Regions from separate parts of the Mus musculus genome. Here all the other regions are linked to region 2. Evidence: chromatin contacts called from public promoter capture Hi-C data. All regions are on one chromosome and are shown on one strand. Each heading gives the region's core, a stretch centred on a gene start, on an enhancer-like site or on the middle of the called end of the contact. The rest is flanking DNA. Distances are from core to core; before and after follow the strand shown.

Evidence for each region. Promoter capture Hi-C pulls out the DNA fragments that hold promoters and counts their contacts. Capture Hi-C pulls out chosen DNA fragments and counts their contacts.
Region 1: a promoter capture Hi-C map of pre-B cells shows a contact between it and region 2, with 2.1 times the contacts expected there. The contact joins the promoter of Slain2 here to the promoter of Rasl11b in region 2. A contact is called at or near these places in 3 of 39 promoter capture datasets (liver and pre-B cells) and 1 of 115 datasets of contacts at active chromatin or transcription factors (pancreatic cancer cells).
Region 3: a promoter capture Hi-C map of adipose tissue shows a contact between it and region 2, with 4 times the contacts expected there. The contact joins the promoter of Kdr here to the promoter of Rasl11b in region 2. A contact is called at or near these places in 1 of 39 promoter capture datasets (hippocampal neurons) and 1 of 9 other capture datasets (adipose tissue).

The regions. Positions count from the first base shown.
Region 1 is chr5:72,912,663-72,916,408 of GRCm38.p6, forward strand. Slain2 (SLAIN motif family, member 2) reads left to right here and starts at 1,700. Exons shown (of 8, transcript NM_001113423.2): 1 at 1,700-2,351. The coding sequence starts at 1,963.
Region 2 is chr5:74,193,469-74,197,022 of GRCm38.p6, forward strand. It overlaps Rasl11b (RAS-like, family 11, member B), which reads left to right and starts at 1,858. Exons shown (of 4, transcript NM_026878.1): 1 at 1,858-2,122; 2 at 2,635-2,691. The coding sequence starts at 1,984.
Region 3 is chr5:75,976,687-75,980,307 of GRCm38.p6, forward strand. Kdr (kinase insert domain protein receptor) reads right to left here and starts at 1,769. Exons shown (of 30, transcript NM_010612.3): 1 at 1,416-1,769. The coding sequence starts at 1,482. It overlaps Gm32727 (a long non-coding RNA gene), which reads left to right and starts at 646. Exons shown (of 3, transcript XR_868500.2): 1 at 646-1,292.

The DNA.
Region 1 (3,746 bases), core at 450-2,949, 1.3 Mb before region 2:
CTGTATAGCTAGGGACATAGTTATACTTGACAGCAAACTGTAGCACCCTCAAAGAATTTAATTTTGGTGTCTGTCTGGGGGTTGGGCTATCAAAACATATCTTCCGTTTAATTTCAGCACAACAGGCACTGACTGTGCACTTTGTCAGCCTCATAAGCAAGGAAAATGGAATGATTCCTTTTAATCAGCTGTACAGATCAAGCCAAAGACTTGCTAGGAAAAAATGTAATTAAAAATTACAAATATCTGTAGCCAACTATTGAGGTGATGTCAGCACAAAGACAGTAACTCCTTCAGGGGTTTTTCCAAAGAGGCATCAAACATGGTAGGTAGGGTAGTCGAAGCAGGGAAAATACAGCATGGAAAGGCAGGAGGGTTAAGTCTTATGTGAGTCCACACCCGGGTGTAATAAGACTGGTTCGGGTGTAATAAGACTGGTTCGAGGGTGGAGGAGGCAATTGGAGTCAACTGCAAACATCAGCCAAAAATTTGAGAGACCAGGCACGGTTGGCTGCTTACCGTATAAGTAAACCAAGCAGCTCACAACTGACAACTGTGGAAGAGTGAGCCAACATGACAGAAAAAAAGCGTTTAAGTTTTGTTTGCAGTCGCTTCCACCAGTACGCATTATAAACAGATGCCACCGAGGGCAGAATTTTACATTTACCACCCCTCAACATTCTCTATTGCCTGTCAACGGGTTGCTTGAATACTTTTCATGTACAAGTTAAAAAAAAAAATTCAAGGAGCATATGCCTTTAATCCCAGCTTTTGAAAAAAAGGCAGAGGATGAGTTTTTCGAGGTCAGCCTGGTCTACAGAGCGTGTCTCAGGACAGCCAGGAATACACAGAGAAACCTTGCCTCAAAAAACCCAAAAAGTCAAGACATACTATTAAAAAGTCTTTTGGGGGCGAAGGGAGAACCCAAGGAATACAATGCACATTAATTACTACCGTTGAAAGATTAGTACAGAAGTGTTTTCCATCATCCTCTTGTCTCTGGACCTGTAAACCTTAAGCCAACGAAACAAAACAACCCCTGCCCACGTGTTTTAAACGGATGAAATAATGCCTTTAAAAGTGCTTAGCGCAGTGTCTGGCTTATAGGAACCACTCAACAAATTACGGTTATCATTTTGACTTCCGAGCTCTGAACCATTCGGGATTCGGGTTCTCATTTTCAGGGGATGGAACGGACGAGCCACAGATGGTCTCTGGGGCTGCTGCCAGCTCCGACAGTCTCCGGTTTCAAGCAGGAACCAACTCAGTATTGCCAAACAAACCAAGGGAACGGTCCATGCGACCAGGCGGGGCCGTCCGACCGCGAGTCTCCGCACAGACGCCTAGGGCGGGGCTGAACCCGAGCCCGAGCCCGAGTCGGAGCCGGAGCCAGAGTCCGGTTCTGGGTCTCACACCCGCCCGCGATGAGCTTTGGGGAGGGTAGGCGGCCAGGGCAAAACTCCAGCGATAGCTTAGCCCAGCCCGGCCGGGCCCTGCCCACCTTTGCCGGCGCCCACCACACCCCTTCCGGCCGGGGCCCCGCCCCAAACAATGACCACGCCCCTCCGGGCCCTGTCCCGTTTCAGGCCCCGCCTCCAGCCCCGCCCCACCGCGAGCCGGGCGCTTAGTTCTTTCAGCCCGCGGGCGGCCACGTCCTCCCCCGACGCTCTGAGGTCACCGACCGGGCTGGCCGGCAGGGGGCGGAGGGACGGAGGGAAGATGGCTGCCGAGGCCGGATATTGGCGCCGCCTCCCCCAGTCGCGGAGCCGGCGCAGATGAGGCGGTTCGGCTGGGGCCAGCGGCGCTTCGCAACCCGAGCCGGGGAGACCCTGGCGGTGGGGCCTGGCCCTGCTCTATGCCGGCGCCTCGGCTAGCGTGAGCGGTGGCGGTAACGCCTCTCTTTCCCCCCGACCCCGCGCTTCCCCTGCGGCTTGGGGAGTCGGAGCGGGCGGCGCGGCCGGCATGGAGGACGTTAACTCCAATGTGAACGCGGACCAGGAGGTGCGGAAGCTGCAGGAGCTGGTGAAGAAGCTGGAGAAGCAGAACGAGCAGCTGAGGAGCCGCTCGGGAGCCGTGCAGGGTGCAGGCCTCCTCGGGCCCGGCAGCCCAGCTCGGGTCGGCGTGTCCACCCCTTCGTCGGGCGCGGCGTCCCCTCGGGGCTTCCCGCTGGGCCTGGGCGCCAAGGCCAGCGGCGGGGCGGGCTCCGGCCCGCGACGGACCAGCAGCGAGGACCTGCGGGACGCCACCTCCTTGCTGGCGGCCGGCGAGGGAGGCTTGCTGGACGAGGTAGAGCCGCTGCGGCCCGACGAGCTGGAGCGCTTGTCAGGCTGGGAGGAGGAAGAGGAGAGCTGGTGAGCGCGGGGCGCTGGGCCCGGTGGGCCTGCGGGGCGGAGGGGTGTCCCTGGGGGAAAGCAGGGTGGGCTCGGCTTGTGGTGGGGACGCTGGCTTTTGCCTGTTTCTGCTGCGGGCGGGCAGGTCCGCTGGAGTTGGGGGGTTTCGAGGCGTGCCTTGGAAACGGGTTTGTAGCTAGTTCTCTGGGTCGTGGAACCTCTGGGTGCAGGACCCAACTGGACCCAGATGGGATCTGTGGCTTGGCACAGTCCCCCGTGGGCCCGCACGCTCAGAGCACTCAGAGGGTACCAAGCTGCTTCGTAGGAAGGGATCCTGCTTTGTGTGAAAGACGGGCTTTCGGATGGTGGTCTGAGCGGTTTGGATTGTAGGGAGGGGTCTGCTTCAAGAGGTAACAACCAGGTGCGGGGACATAGAGAGTAGCTACTAGCAGGCAGTGCTTTGGACCGGAGTGAGATGGGGATGTTTGTGGGGAGGCCGGGTGGACGTCACTCCCCTTTGGGTAGTGGGGGGAGTAAAGCTTTGCTTTGTGTGAGGAGGGCAGTGGAGAGGGATGGGGCTGCTTTGTGTGAAGTCGGTGGTGGATCGGGGAACCCTGAATTTTATATTGGAAAACAAGAATTGCATACGACATAATTTCGGAGCCGTGAAGCAATAGTTAGTTATCCAAGCTGACTATCATTTCCGTGCCTGCCATCCTGGAGGCAGAGAAAGGGTCCTAGTTAAAAATCTAGACCAAAGCCGGAGTTATCACGAGGCACCTCTTGACGAGCTGAGGTGACCCCACACCTTAAAGTCACACTTTTCGGTAGGCCATGAGAAGCTTTCCCTCGAGTTTTATTTTTGATTAAAAAAACACCTGCTGGAAATATCCTCATAATTCATCCGTTCTTGAAGTCCTAACTTTTAGCTAGAACGTTTATGCTGTTGACATTAAAACTTCTCTGAAGTCGAAACCTCTCGTGGACTGGTATCCAGGCCTCTAACTTTGAAGAATTCTAAGCACTGCCTGGATGCAGGCCCTAGATTTGCCACTTTAAAGGTTTCTGACCTTGGAGAAGTTACTTTGAGCGTCACTTTTTTCCTCAGAGGAAAATTATCATTCTTGTGTAGAGTTCTGAAGGTTAAGTCAGATAATCCACATGTACTTTTAGCAGTGGGTGGCTTGGCATACAATAAATTCTCCAGGACTGGGCACTGGTAGCCTTAAGCCTGGCTATTTAAATCAACACTATTTTGTGAGTTCACATGTGATCCCTGCTGTGGGAGAGTCTAAAGATTCTTAAGTGCTGATGCCTGTGTGTGAGGCCCTGGCAGTCCTAGTGAGAGCTAAGTCTTGGGCAGTTAAACAAGATAGAATGTATACACCGTGAGGTGAGAGGAGAGCTACAGAACAG
Region 2 (3,554 bases), core at 608-3,107:
AAAATCACTGGTCTGGTTAGTCCCATGGTAACGAAAATGAAACACCAGACGCTAAAGTGATTCAAGGCAAAATTCCCTTTGAGAATCTTTATCAGGTCTGTGTGTGCAAAAAGCAGCCGAACAAATGTTGTAGACTACGTAATTATTTCCCATGTAAACACTAGAGAATTGCAGGCTAGAGGGCCGGGGGCTGAAAGGTGCACGGTACCTTAATTATAGCCTTGCTAAGTTTGATTTTATAGACCGGCAAAACTCAAGTTTGATTTAAACCACACAGAAAGACATGATGCAAATTGGCCATGCCCTTTGTCCCAGACTCAGACGTCTGATCTTGCTTCAGTCCAGTGTTTTCCCTAGAAGGCAGACTTTTACTACCGTGACTGCTCAGCCTGTTTGCCACCCCACCCCCTCCATTCTGTTGTTCATCCTGGAAGACTTAACCAGGCAAGTCTACATAATCTTCCTAGTTCCCCTCCGATTTCTTCACCCCTTCAAACTGTTACTAGATACAGGGTTTGTCCCGGTCTGACCAGAGTAGGAGGGTAAATTCTTATTACCTGGTGAATGAAGCCCAGAATGGACTGTGATTAAACAAGAAACGGTGTGTTGAGCCTGGAATCAGCTTCTTTTGCTTTTCTACCTTCAATAAAGGTGTACAAAATGCCACAGGCTTTGCTCTTAGGCACCAAGATAAAAGGCCCTGAGGGTTGTAAGGGCATGCTGGTGGCGATAGATAAAGTAGGTTGCTGAAGTTGGGATCTGGCCAGCAGTTGTCTGTGATTTTCTCTGATGAGGACACGGGGGTACTTGGTATTTTTATGAGTGCTAGACTCCTCATCTTCCTTGGCGACAAGCCACTTTTAACTAACCTTTATGACTAGGCTAACCGTGGGGCCCCTCTGCCTCCCGGTGAGTCCAATCCACAGCTGCACTGACTTCTTGTCTTACCTTTCACAGATCTGGGAGGAGGCGTGACTGGGCTAGCCATGCAAGCTTGTTCTAGTGACTTTTAGCCTGGCTTTGCCTCTCGGGGTGCGGTACTTGCTTTCCACGTTGTGTGCCTTCTCGTGGGCTTGCACTGTTGGCAAGAACTAGAACAAAATAGGTATTTTGCCCCAAAGACAAACGCCACATTTTGGGTCACGGAGGGGTGCCTTTGTTTAGGAATACAAGGATGGGGAAAATGTATAATCCAGGATAATACTTTGAATGTAGCCAAGTCAGTGCAAAGATGTCGAGCGCACGAGCAGAACATAGGGCAGGGCCAAACAGGGCAGTGACCTATGGGGCTCCCAGCAGGTTCCTTGGGGTCAGAGGTGGAGAAGCCAGTGGTCAGAGAGGTTAGGGGACCTGGGACCCAATTCAGAGAATGCCTAGGGACTGACCTACGGAGGCCCAGCGGCGAGGTTGGCAGACAAGGGTGGGTGCTTCTAAACCCACCGCGGATCTGAGATCCCGCGGACACGCCAGGTCTCCTATGAAGGCAAGGACAGATTCCCCCCACGTGGACCTGAGACCCAGCAGACACGGCCAGATCCCCCCACGCGGATCTGAGACCCCGTGACCCCGCAGGCACCGGTGCGGCCGCGTGCTAGCGCAGCGGGAGCCGGCTGGGTCCCGCACGTTGCCACCCTCGCGCCGGCCGCCCTGTTTTCCTCGGATCTCACGGGGCCCCGCACTCGCTCTCGGCTCCTGTGGGGGCGCAGCCTGGTAGTGCAGGCCGTGGGCGGGGCCTCGAGCGGGGCGCTCGGGGATTGGCTGCTGGAATGGAGGCGGGGCCTGGGCCAGAGAAAACCCGCGCCCCGGCGGCTGCCATCCCAGCCGCGATCCGGAACCCCCGAGCCTCTCTTCTCGTCGCGCTCTCCCGTTCTTTCCAGTTTCTGCCCGCGCGCCCTCCGACGGGGTACCCTCCTCTCCTTGCAGCGCGAGCCGTCTCCTGTCCTGACTTTCCTCCCCGCTCCGTGCAGCCGGGCCGTAGCGGCGATGCGCCTCATCCAGAACATGTGTACCATCGCAGAGTACCCCGCCCCAGGCAGCACCGCTGCCGACTGCTGCCTGGGGGCTGCGGGCCGCCGGCTCGTTAAGATCGCCGTGGTAGGGGCCAGCGGCGTGGGCAAGACCGGTGAGTCCATGCGAGGAACCCGCTTGGTGGAGGGGCGGGACGTGGGAGACCCCCGCTCGGACTGGAACTGAGAGACGGTGGGCGTTGCAGTGGGATCCTCTGCCTCTTCATGTCTCTGCTTTAACGAAGAGGGTCACTGGGGCCCAGAGCGTCCCGCCGACTTTCGGGCCAGAGTAGAACTTTGGGGCTTTGGGCTTTTGGCAGGATCTGGGGCGGAATGGGGGAGCTAGTGATTGTAACCCCTCCAGGAGTTCCGTAAGGTTAGGAAGAAGTTTGCCTGCTGGAAGGCTTAGGTGTGGCCCAGCTGGGCTCCGCGGAGGGGCTGGGCCTCAAGACCCTTCCTGCTGGCAGAGCTGTAATTCACTCCTACCTCCTTGTGTCTGGTAGAGGGTCAAGGAGCCCTCGGTGGCCGGCTGTGACTTTCTTTGGAAGAGTTGTTTTCCAGGTGGGGGTGGGGTGGAGAACCGTCTAACTTAGTGGGTTAACAGTCTGTTTTCTTTTCTGAATTGCAGCTTTGGTGGTCCGATTCCTCACTAAACGATTCATCGGGGACTACGAACGAAATGCAGGTGAGGAAACGTACGGAGACCAACCCTGTTGGGATGGCCGCCCTCATTTCTCAGTACCTTTAAGGACACTTCCTTCAGAGTGACAGTGTTTAGCATCAAGATTCTGCTACTTCCAATTCTGCACGCCCCCTCCCCCTCCCCCTTCCCCCTCCCCCCAGCTGCCATCTGGCCTCATTCCATTCTTGGCGCATTCATCATTTTATCAAGTGCCCGAAAGTATTCCCTGTGGTATGTTTTAACTATAGGGACCCCAGTTGGAAGCACCGTTTGTACTCCAAGGCCTTGTCCTTTAAAACATGCCTGCAAAAGTCATAAAAAAAAAAAATACCCAACCAAACAAAAAACCCAGCTGCAAGCTCCTCCCCCACCCTCTCCCTCTGCTGGCTGCCTTTCAGGGGCGACCTTTGAAAGCAAAGGCCAAAGAAGAGTTGTAAGCCTAAAGTTCTTTCCTTAACAAAGACAAATAAGTAGCTGCTATGATTCTAGCAGGGGGAGAGCAAATTGCTTAACTAAGTAGACTGTATGGTTAAATTAGTAGACTTGTATTAAGTACCAGTTGGGGATTTAGTTGAAATGAGCCATATAAGCTGTCCCAAGATAAGACCTGGTGGCCTTCTGCTTTGATATAGAGCTGATCAGAATCATGGCACATATTCATGCTAAGAGGGATGCTAACTGTGCATTTACTAACCGTGTTTGCTTATGAAGCTATTGTGGGCAAAATATAACTGTTCAGAGAATGATAATATAAAATAAAAACAGAAACCCTGCGTATACTGAGCCAGAAACTTTCCTCCGTGGAACTACTCTAAATATGGAAACTCAGTTAAAATTAGACCAGCAAGTTTCTAAAAACCCACAAA
Region 3 (3,621 bases), core at 519-3,018, 1.8 Mb after region 2:
AGCCCTTTTATGTTCAAATCCGATAACCAACATTAATTAATTTGTGCACTGTTATCCTTCCCGCTCAAAGACCAGAAGGAAAAACAACAGCGGCTCTGTCTCGAGACTTGGATGGCACCAATTATAGCCCAATCCAATTAAGCAAGTCACACACTCCAAAAGGGCAACCTCCATCTTATTCAGAGAACGGGACGCTGTTAAGCTGCTACACTAGGAATTCTCTGGGCTTTAAAGCAACTTGCTTCTCTATGGAACCCAGGGCAAGCACATGTTCCAGGCTGTCTTTCTCTTCCCAGAAAGGGGGAGAGTGCGGCCTTCTCAGGAACAAGAGGGCACTCGTGGTGGAGCTAGCCTGATGAACCAAGTCATTATGAGGAAAACTCAATAGCTCTAGACAGGCGATCTTGGCGCCGTATGTCAGTGCCAATGCTTTTAAGCCATGCGATTCTCTTAGGGCGCAAGGAATGTTTCTGCAGAATTGACTTCTTTTTTCCTGATTCTCCATTCTCCAATGGGTGGAGATTGGAAATCTGCAAACTGTGGCTTCAAAAAGGAAATGACAGAGAAATAGAGGAGGAAGAGGAGGAGGAAAAGGAAGAGGGAAAGGGAAGGGAAGGGAAGGGAAGGGAAGGGAAGGGAAGGGAAGGGAAGGGAAGGGAAGGGAAGGGAAATTATTGCACAAAAGCCCAAGAGCGAGTGTGGGCCTAACCTTGAAGCAGAGGGCATTTTAAAACAAGAAAAGTGACCTATAACTAGGTGCCAAGCTCAAGAGTTTCTGAGACTTTCAGAGTTTACCCCAGGACCAGCGCTTTGGAGTCGGTAAGTGGAGAGTTATTTAGTTTAATACACCTGGAGAAGCTGTCACAGAAGAGAAAGCCGCGTCTTCCTCCTACCAGCAAAAATAGCATTCTGCATCAAAGAAAGTTGAGGGAGGAAAGTGTTGCTCTATGAAGAGACCTCACCTCACATAGTCCGTGCGCTTACACGCTGGAGCTAAAGGGGAGCGGAGCCAGAGGCGGATTCCCTGCCCCACACTAGGGCGGTGGGCAACAGCACGGAGTGATTGATGCCAGCCGGGCCGCTTGGCTTGAGCTGGCTTCCCAGCGTTTGACCGCCTGTTCCTGCCAGTGGGAGCATCTCCTGCCCCGGCTCAGGCCGCCTTTCCACTCCTGCCTACCTAGCGCCAGGGGCTGTGACGGCTCCGCAGGACACGCTCCAACCGATGCCCGGGGGAGAGTAGAATCCTGGCTGAGTCATTTCGGAAGAGTCTTTGAACCTCAGTTTCCCCATTGGTAAGTGAAAGAACACCCAAGGGAGGAGGGTCTCTAGAGCTCTACGAGTTAGGTCCTCTTCTATTCCCACTCTCCGCCCGCACCCTACTTCTCCGCCTTACTACTAAAGAGTGGGCTTCTTACCCACAGAGGCGGCTCGGGTCTCCACGCAGAACCACAGAGCGACAGCTAGCAGCGCCTTGCTCTCCATCCTGCACCTCGCGCTGGGCACAGAGCCCAGTTCTCAGGCACAGACTCCTTCTCCGTCCCTGGCCCGCAAAGAAGTCACAGAGGCGGTATGCGCCCCCGCAGCGCAAGACCGGGGAGAGCGCGGGGCACCGGCGCCCTGGCTCCAGCCGCGGCTGCAGCGGTGTCCGCGGAATCGGGTCAGCCAGGTTATCCCGGCTGCGGGACACAGTCTGGGCTTTCAGTCCTGCCGGGTAGCGGTCCGCGCGATCTAAGGAAACACAGCTTACTCTCTTGGGGTCCTGAGGACTCAGGGCAGAAAGAGAGCGCCGGCTACACACTAGCGAATGGGGGCGGGGTCATTACCGGGAGGGGTGGGGACTCCCTGCGTCCGGCCACGCCCCCCACTGGATACCAGGTTTGGGTTTCCCGGTTTCCCACGCCCACTCCCCCACTACCCCGGAACTGTGCCGGGCGGCAAGTCGCATCTGAGAGCAAATCTGGACGCAGCTCGGTTTCTGGTGGAAGTAAAATGTAGCCAGTAATGGGCTCTGAGACACTTGCTGCCCCCAGCAACCTGGGAAGCATCACCAGAAACACGAGGCCCACTGCGCCCTCATTAGGAGCCTGCAAGTGCAGAACTCTCTTCGCCGCTGCACTGAAAGTCCCAAGGGACCAAAAATCCGCCCGCAGTTGGGAGCATGAAGACAAGAACCCCTGAACCTAGATGTACTCGGGGCACAAACTTGCAGTGAGTTGGTCAGTACTTGGAAGTTTTGTTTTATGGTGCTTTGGCCACCGCATCCCCCGCCCCGTCTGAATGTTTTAATTAGAAGATAGGCGCTTATCCAGGTTGCCAACGCCTCTACTGTTTTCTCGTCCATCTGGCAACTTTAAATCGTCCGAAGTTACCTGATTAGCCCTAGAAGACATTTCGGTTGTGAACTCCTGCCTGGCTCGGTCCAGAAAACCCATAGCAAGGAGATGCAGGGAGCTGGCGGTGGTCAGGGCTCCAGGGCAAATGCACAGAGAAGAGCCCCCGGTCCTTCTCCAGTGGCTGCTAGAGTGCTTTTGTCTACCCAGTTCCATGACCACGGTCCCCTACAGTAACTTTGGCCAGGCCCCTTTTCAGAGCTGACCTTTCAGCCAAGATATGCTTGGGGGGAAGAGAAGGGAGAGTTTCTTGCCAGAGGCGCCAGTGTAGGAACAAAGAGGAAACCGGTCCCATGTGAACAGTCCCCCCCCCCCCCCCAGCTATGTAGACTTCAAGTAGCGACTAGAGAGGAACAGCAGCCTTCACCCCTCGTTTTCTTTCCATTCCTTTCCTTCCACGCCTGGGAAATGACAACAAATATCTTGTGACATGTTTTACTCCTGGCAAAAACCAAATGCATTTAGAATGATAGTTTAAAGGACAGTCTTTCAGCCAGACAAAGAGATAAGATTATTGTCTCTACATCGGATCTAAACTACACTGATATGCATGATTAATGATGTAACATGGTGCTTTTCTTTAAAAAAAATAAGGGGGGAAACAGGCATGCTCCTTTATCACGTGCCTAAGCCTCAAGTATGGTGCCAGAAGCAGGTGGCAAACCAGGAGGGTTTGTAAAATCCAGGTTCACTATAAAAACATGTCAACACATAGCGAATCTATATAATAAAATTATACTTGAAGATCTTGGGCATGTTTGGTGTGGGCATCCTCATTTAGCAGAGGCATGCCTGGTCTGCTCACATTTAGCTTTGTTGTATATTCAGCTCCTCACGAATGAAAACTCCGTATGAAGGCTGCTTGGTGTACCTATCGACAGCGTTCTGAAGGTTCTGGCTTGTTCTTTTTATCGGTGTTCCCCTGGGTGTGTGGCCTCTTAGCTAAGAGGTGTATTTACTTGTGAACAGGGTAGAATGTTTAAGGAAACTTCTCTTGCAGAGAGTAAAACAAACTCAAACAAACCTCAGCAAAAGAGCCAAGGAGGGCTGTCAGATCTGGGTAGAGGGAGGGACGATGGATCCTGGATAGGCGAAGGTAGGTCTTCTCCATCCCGGTGGCCAGACAAGGCTTCTCTCGAAGCCTTATTTACAATTCTGGACACTTCCCCTTCTATGTTTTACTTAAGAAGACAGTGTCTCCTCTAATACAAACCAGAACCTGCAGGCCCGT